2 separate regions of the Triticum aestivum genome follow, and region 2 is linked to region 1. A link is a contact called in public Hi-C data. All regions are on one chromosome and are shown on one strand. The core of a region is the stretch at or near the end of the contact, and the rest is flanking DNA. Distances in the headings are between cores, read along the strand shown.

Region 1 (3,165 bases), core at 424-2,923:
ATATAGATCTATTTGTCTATGAGCGTCTGAATAAAAAACTTACAACATGAGTGTGTGGAACGACGAGATGAAACTAGTGTACAAAGAAAATCTCAAACGGTCGACCCTATGCGACGAATTTGAGAAAATTCATTTAAAAAGCTCCACACAAACACAAAATTGAAGATTAACAATCAATGAAATTAGGACAATCACGGGAATGGAATCACAATATCGAGGTGCATCGTTTTGTGTAGTGCTTATCTTGAATCGTAGCACTATTTTATTTTATTTTAAAAGGAGGATGACTCCCGGCCTCTGTATCAATCGATGCATGCAACCATATTATTAAAGAAAAATGTAACAAGGTCTTAAGGTCCAAAAAATCTCATAACCTGAGAAAAAGTCGAGAAAAAATAAATATGTAAAGCGCCACATCCGGCGATAAAAAACAGGCTACGATGCCTACACACCTAGCCTATTATTAGCTCGTTATCCAAACCGGCTGAAGATAGCCCGTGCCACCGTCTCACAACGGTTGCACACAATAACCAAAAACTCCCTGAAGTCCCTAGGAGAGCTATGACGTACGCTCCCTTGCTCTCGCTTGGGTCTGGCTCACTTAAAACGGTCGATTCAAACATTTCTCTATAGAACCAGGGCAGGGGGGGTGCTTTAAGCTTCGTGCCATGCAAACTCACCTGGTCTTGTGGGCCAATCGGCCGGTTTTGCCCCCCCCCCCCACCTTGTTCTGCTGGTTAAGGCTGTCCCGGTGATTCAAATCGTGCTCGGTCGTGTTCTCGATGATGTTACCGACCCTGTCGTGGAGTCGATACCACCTTGTTCTGGTGGTTGAGGCTGTCCCGATGATTCAAGTCATGTTTGGTCGTGTTCTCGATGATGTTGCCAACCCTGCCGTGAAGTCGAGACCCTATGCGTTTGGTGTTTGGGTTGCTAGGGTTCTGTTTGCAGGTCTTAAGCATTTGTCTATCGAGGCTTTGTTGTTCTTGGGTGTGTACTGGTGTTATCTACACCACGTCTTGCTTGGCATTGTCAGGTCGTGAACTTGTGTGTGTCGTGTGGGCTGCGCCATCTTTAACAATGTATCGGTTGTACCGTCTTCGACAAGTAACGCTACATCTATGAACGAGCTAGGGGGGGTTTACATAAATGGACACTCGCACCTCCGCTTAACTTGGGGGGGGGGGGGGGGGGGGGGATGGGTCTAATTAGAAGGGGCAGTCAATTCAGCCGATTAAAAGAGGACAAATCAGCCCGTACTTGGCGTTCGTAAGGAGCAGCCCGTAGGCCGTAGGTGTAGCATTTTTGCGCCTTCGTCGTTGTATCATCATTCTTTTTTTCATGAAAAAAATACATGCAGTTCTTCTGTATGGTTCGAAAAAATCGTTTGTCCGAAATGAAACCTTGAGTTCCCCCAATCACCAGAGAGATATCTACGTGTGCGCCGTGGCTGCGGCCATCCGACCAGCATCACAGGTCCGGATAGTCGTGGCGGTGTTTACTAGCTAGAAGTATTGTAGTACCAACCGACCGTTGCCACGGGTATGTCAAAGCATGGGACGAACCCATGCTAAAAATAAGCGTCCAGCACTACCGCCGCAGCGATTAGAATATGCCATCCGACTGAAGCATCCCGATCCAGCATGCACATGATCCAAGCATCCATCCCTTTCCCCAGAACGATTTCATTATTTCCTCAGCCTACTGCCTCTGCATACATACACATAGTATATGGCGTATGCAGATTTCATGGCTCCGATTCCTTTCAATGAACCTGGTCAAAGTTTTGGACCGGAGACCCGTCTGGCCGGTAGCTCCTTGACCTTGACCCAAATGCAATGTATTTATCCTCCAATTTGCTATCATCCACACAATAATGGCAACGACGTACCATGTCACGAATACAAATTTTAAATGCATGTCGACAACAGCATGTGCTAAGCTGTGTTTTTTTTACATAGTAAAGCCACATATGCTACAATGAGCCCCCCCCCCCCCCCCCCCGCCGCGTCGCCTACCTCTGGCGACACAGCGGGACCCCACCCGCCGCCGCTCGCTAGGCCCCCTCCGCCCCCTGCCCCGCATCGCAGCCGCCCAAGGGCCGGCCGGATCCCAGAAAGGTGGCGGTGGGGCGGATCTAGCTCCTCGCGCTACCGACCCCCCCCCCCCCCCCCCCCCGCGAACACACACACACACAACCATACAACCCCGCGCCTCGCCCCCATGGCAGCTGCCACCTGTTGGCTGGGGGACGCCGACTCCAGTCCTCTGACGACTAGCCTCGCCCCGCGACCGTTGGCCGCCCCAACTCGGCCGCGCGCCTCGCCATCTCCTCCCCGCGTCCCTGTGCCCCCGAGATCCCATCAAGTGCCTCTCGGGTGTCCTCCGGCTGCTGCACGGAGTTGTCAGCGGCGGACCCGGCGCTCTGGACGTTGCCATGGGCGCCCCTTGCAGCCTTCCCTCCCCCCAGTGGCGCGGCCCAGCCCTGCTGGTTCTACTGTCGGCCGTGGACGAGGCGTGGGACCTGCATCTGGAGGTGGTGGCGTTCACGGCCTGCCTTCCGTGCAGCCCCCCCCCCCCCCCGTCTCCGACGGTCCTCCCTCCCCTCGAGCCATGGTGACAGCTCTTGCATGGAGGCAGCGATGTTTCTGTGGCGTGGCAGACACGGGGCTCTTCGTGGTGGATCACTGCTGGCGTTGTTCCGACCCCGGCGGCCTCGGGCCCGCGTTTCTCCGGTGTCCCATGATGTCGGCGTCCTGCCGGGCAGCCCCGACCTCGGCGACCGTGTAGTTGCGTCCCTCCAGCTTGCCCAACTCATCGATGTCCCGGTGACTAAGGCCACGACAGCACGGATCTGCGTCCCTCCAGTCCTTACTTGCTAGTATTGTTGGACGCCGCCTCCCCAGACCCACCCGCGTGGTTCGCTTCGTCGCCTGTCCCGCCCGTATGCCTCAAAGCCTCCCCCTTTTGCCAGATCCAGTGCTCATGGGTTCGGGGTCGGGTGCCACCCTCCGACGGCAAGTGCAGCCGCCAGCCCCCTCCCGACATGGTGATTCCGACCAACTTTGGCTTCCTCATCTCGATTCCAGACTCGGCGGCTAAGGGATTGCTCAGCTTCAGGCCAGGAAGAGATCCCTTCTTGGCTTGGCGATGCTGACAGCAGCG
Region 2 (3,627 bases), core at 693-3,192, 120 kb after region 1:
ATGGCGCCGGTGGCTGCTGTCGTTGGTGCCCATCCCCGTTTCGGCAAGCGGAAGGTGGCGACTAACTTCGCTGTTGAGCAGGGTCGCCTGGGTGACGCGGGCAGCCCATTGTTCGCTGCCAGCTCATGGAAATCCCGCCATAGGGACTGTGAAGCGGGGGCGAAGCGACCGATGGAAGAGAAGCTTCGACGCGCCCCTACCTGGCGTGCCAAATGTCGGATTACGGGGCCCGCGGACCCAAGAAAGGTTCGAACTCTGGGGTGTGTGCGAAGAACTCAACCTCTCAAGCCTCCCGATCCACTGTTCTCACGACCTAGCTTGATGAACGCGACAGAGAAAGACTCGGCGGTTTACCCAGTTTCGGCCACCTTGCGATGTAATACCCTACTCCTACTTTGTGATGGATTGGCCTCGCAATGGGCTGAGGATGAACTAGTACAGGTGGAAGAACAGCCTCAGGAGGCGTGTTCTTGCGATGAGCTCTTGGGGGTTCTACCAGCTGATCGTCTGGTGAGCTGATCGATCGATCTCCCTTTCTATAGTGGTGTCTAGGCCCTATTTATAGTGGCCTTGGTCCTTTTCCTCCAAAACTTAGGCGGGAAGGGGTCCCACAAAGGCCAAATTCGAAGGGGAACAAGAAGTACATCTAATCCTGACAAAAGGTGGTCTTCGCCTGCAAAGCCTCTGAGCATGACGACGTGGTGGGCTCGGCTTTGACATCCATCCTGCCGTTCTGACGGTCTTGGTCTTGTTGCTCGCAAATGGCAACCTTTGGCTGATTCCTTGGGACTCCACACCTGCACTGGCCTCTTTTGCACCAAAGAGGAAACCTGATGTATTGCGCCCGCTGGCGCGCACCTGGCCTTGGTCGTCATAGCTGATGTCATTTCAGTCTCGTGAGGCTGGGTCTTGCATAGAAATATCCGCTCCGTTCAGGAGGCAGCCTGGTGAGGCCGCTCCCTCAGGAGGTCTTGATGTCGCTTGTCTTGTCGTAGTCGAAGTTGGGCCATACCAGGCCATCGATGAAGCCACGTTGCGGGCCGCAGGCAGACAGGGCTGGTACCGTGGTTCCCAAAACGCCGACAGACATCTCACTTTTTTTTGCTACTACCAGTTTTCATTGTGTGTGTGCGCGCGTGGATTTTATGGCCAAAAGAAGGGTGCCTATTAATGTTGACACAAATTCATTTACAAAAAAGTGTTTTGGCCTATATAGGCTTTTAAATGTCAATCATTAGAAAATTTAGGTGTATGGATAAATCAGGGAGACATTTTGTTTTGTTGGAAGACAACAAATTTTATTGCGAAACTCATGCATATATAAATCGCTTAAGAACCTGTTTGGAGAAAAAATTACATCAATTTTCAAATTATGTGGAAGTAGGACAACTTGTTACGCATGCAAGCACGTCCCCGACTTTGCGCCCTGCCAGAACAGAAGCCACGGTTCGCGGTTGTGGCAAAACGGCACGACGTCGCCGTCATACCGGCTGAGCAGGCCCCGCCACTGCTCGGCGAGGATGCCCAGCAAGTACATGACGTTGGTTGTGTAGTCTTGCGACAACCTCACGTCCGCGACATGTGCGCTCGGAACGTGGCAATGGCTCCCCACATGGCGGGCGTGCCGATGTTGGGGATCGGCGTCACCAAAACGCCTCCTAGGCAACCGAATGTCTAGCAGCGCCATGAGGCCGAACCGCACCAACCCCTCGACGTCCGCCACGAACAGGCTGCACGAGGGCCAGTTGCTGCACCGAGCCTCGTGGTCGTGAGACGGCATCGCAGCAGTTATGGAGGCGGAGACGATGGGCTTTTTAAAAGGGAGGCGTCGGACGACTGCGGAGATGGACAACGGCGGGAGTTGTATGCAACAATGGTGTGTGTGTGGAAAGGGGGACTTAACGGCAGGAGAGGGCTGCGAGGTTGGTGGCCGCCAATGGTGGGAGCTCCTATTGCGCGCCTTCAGCGCCGCCTAAGATTACTGGCGCCTGCAGCAGCCGCTGGACGGGCCGGCCCACGATCGCCCAAGGTGCAACGCGAAAAAAGACGGACAGAAAATACATCGCAACTGGGATTCGATCCCGCGCCCTAGCGCTTTCACACCGAGACATCGCAACTGGGATTCGATCCCGCGCCCTAGCGCTTTCACACCGAGAGGCCAACCACTGGACCAGCCAACTACTTATGAATAATAACAACGCGAAGTTTTTAAAATGATAAAAACGCAGACGCGAAATTTCTTGCACATTACACTGTATCATTTATATTTTCTAATTATTTGAAAACATGTCACATATTATAGATGAAGTTCATGAGCATGCAAAAAAAGTTCACCAACTTGAAAAGGTTCAGGTACTAAAAAAAGTTCATGAATTTAAAAAAAGTTCATCGATTTTCAAAATAGTTCATCAAGTTTGAAAAAGTTCATTGAATTTGGAAAAGTTCATTGATTTTGAAAAAAGTTCATCTATTTTGAAAAAAGTTCATCGATTTTCAAAAAATGTTCATAGATTTTGAAAAAAGTTCATTGAATTTGAAAAAAAGTTCACTGTTTTTGAAATTCGTGAACTCTTTTCAAATCGATGAACTTTTTTCAGTTTTTTATTGAAAAAAAGCTCATCGGATTTTAAAAAAGTTCACAAATTTCAAAAAGAAATTCATCGGATTTGAAAATAGTTCACGGGATTCGAGAAAAAGTCCATGACACATGAAAAAAGTTCATCATAATTGGTAAAAGTTCATCGAATCTGAGAAAAGTTCATCATAATTATAAAAAGTTCATCGAATCTGAAAAAAAGTTCATCGATTTTGAAAAAAGTTCGGCGGATTTGAAAAAAAGTTCACTGATTTGAAAATAGTTCATCAGAAAAATGAAAAAAAAAAGTTAATGGATTTAAGAAACTACACATATTTGAAAAAAGTTCATTGAATTTCAAAATATGTTCATTGATTTGACGAAAAAGTTCATGTATGTGCCAGATAATTTATTGTCTCAGGAAGAAGAAAAATAGAAAACAAAAAGCAAAAAGCAAAACGAAAAAAAATGAAAAAAAACAAGAAGAAACGGAACGGAAAGAACAAGGGAAAGAAAATGTTCGAGTTAACCGCATCGGAGTGATTGGCGGGGTGGTTGCACTAGTATGTATTAAAGAGGGAGGTTGCTAGTTCGAATCTCTGCGAGCGTACTCTTTTTTGGCGTGTTAACAACGCAGAAGAAACACAGAAGAAAAAACTCCTATATGGGTCGGCCGAGCGCGGGGCACTGCAGGCGCCCGTTTGCAAAATACACATTAACGGGAGCCTGCAGCGCCAAATAGGATATGCCGCCAATGGTGGCTAGGGCTAGACGTCCGAGCGAGCTTTTAGGCTCGGCTCGAAGCTCGCTCCAGCTCGGCCCATTACAGCTCGGCCCGATAGGATAATTAAACGAGCCGAGCTATGGAAAGTAGGCCCGACTCCCGACCAAGCCGAGCCGAGTTTCGCCCGGTCCAGCTCGATGACTCGTTGAGGCCCAGCCCAATTCCGTCGGCCTTGCATCGCATTAGGTCACAGCAGAGAGAGCACGCACGCAAAGCAGTTTCCTCACCCTTCTCCCTTTCTCTGCCCGACGCCGCCACCCCCTCTCTT

The links. A called contact is a pair of places that touch in the nucleus more often than the background predicts.
Region 2: a Hi-C map of leaf shows a contact between it and region 1, with 5 times the contacts expected there. The contact joins two enhancer-like sites. A contact is called at or near these places in 3 of 5 Hi-C or Micro-C datasets (all in leaf).

Annotation. Positions count from the first base shown.
Region 1 is chr5B:92,203,363-92,206,527 of IWGSC CS RefSeq v2.1, forward strand. No RefSeq gene overlaps it. Among protein-coding and RNA genes, the nearest start is that of LOC123115761, 160 kb to the right of the region's middle. Within about 2 kb of position 1,674, at least 1 of the 8 cell types and tissues checked has an H3K27ac peak or open chromatin away from gene starts, as enhancers often do. A contact at or near this core is called in leaf, where this site is marked.
Region 2 is chr5B:92,320,054-92,323,680 of IWGSC CS RefSeq v2.1, forward strand. No RefSeq gene overlaps it. Among protein-coding and RNA genes, the nearest start is that of LOC123115761, 41 kb to the right of the region's middle. Within about 2 kb of position 1,943, at least 2 of the 8 cell types and tissues checked have an H3K27ac peak or open chromatin away from gene starts, as enhancers often do. A contact at or near this core is called in leaf, where this site is marked.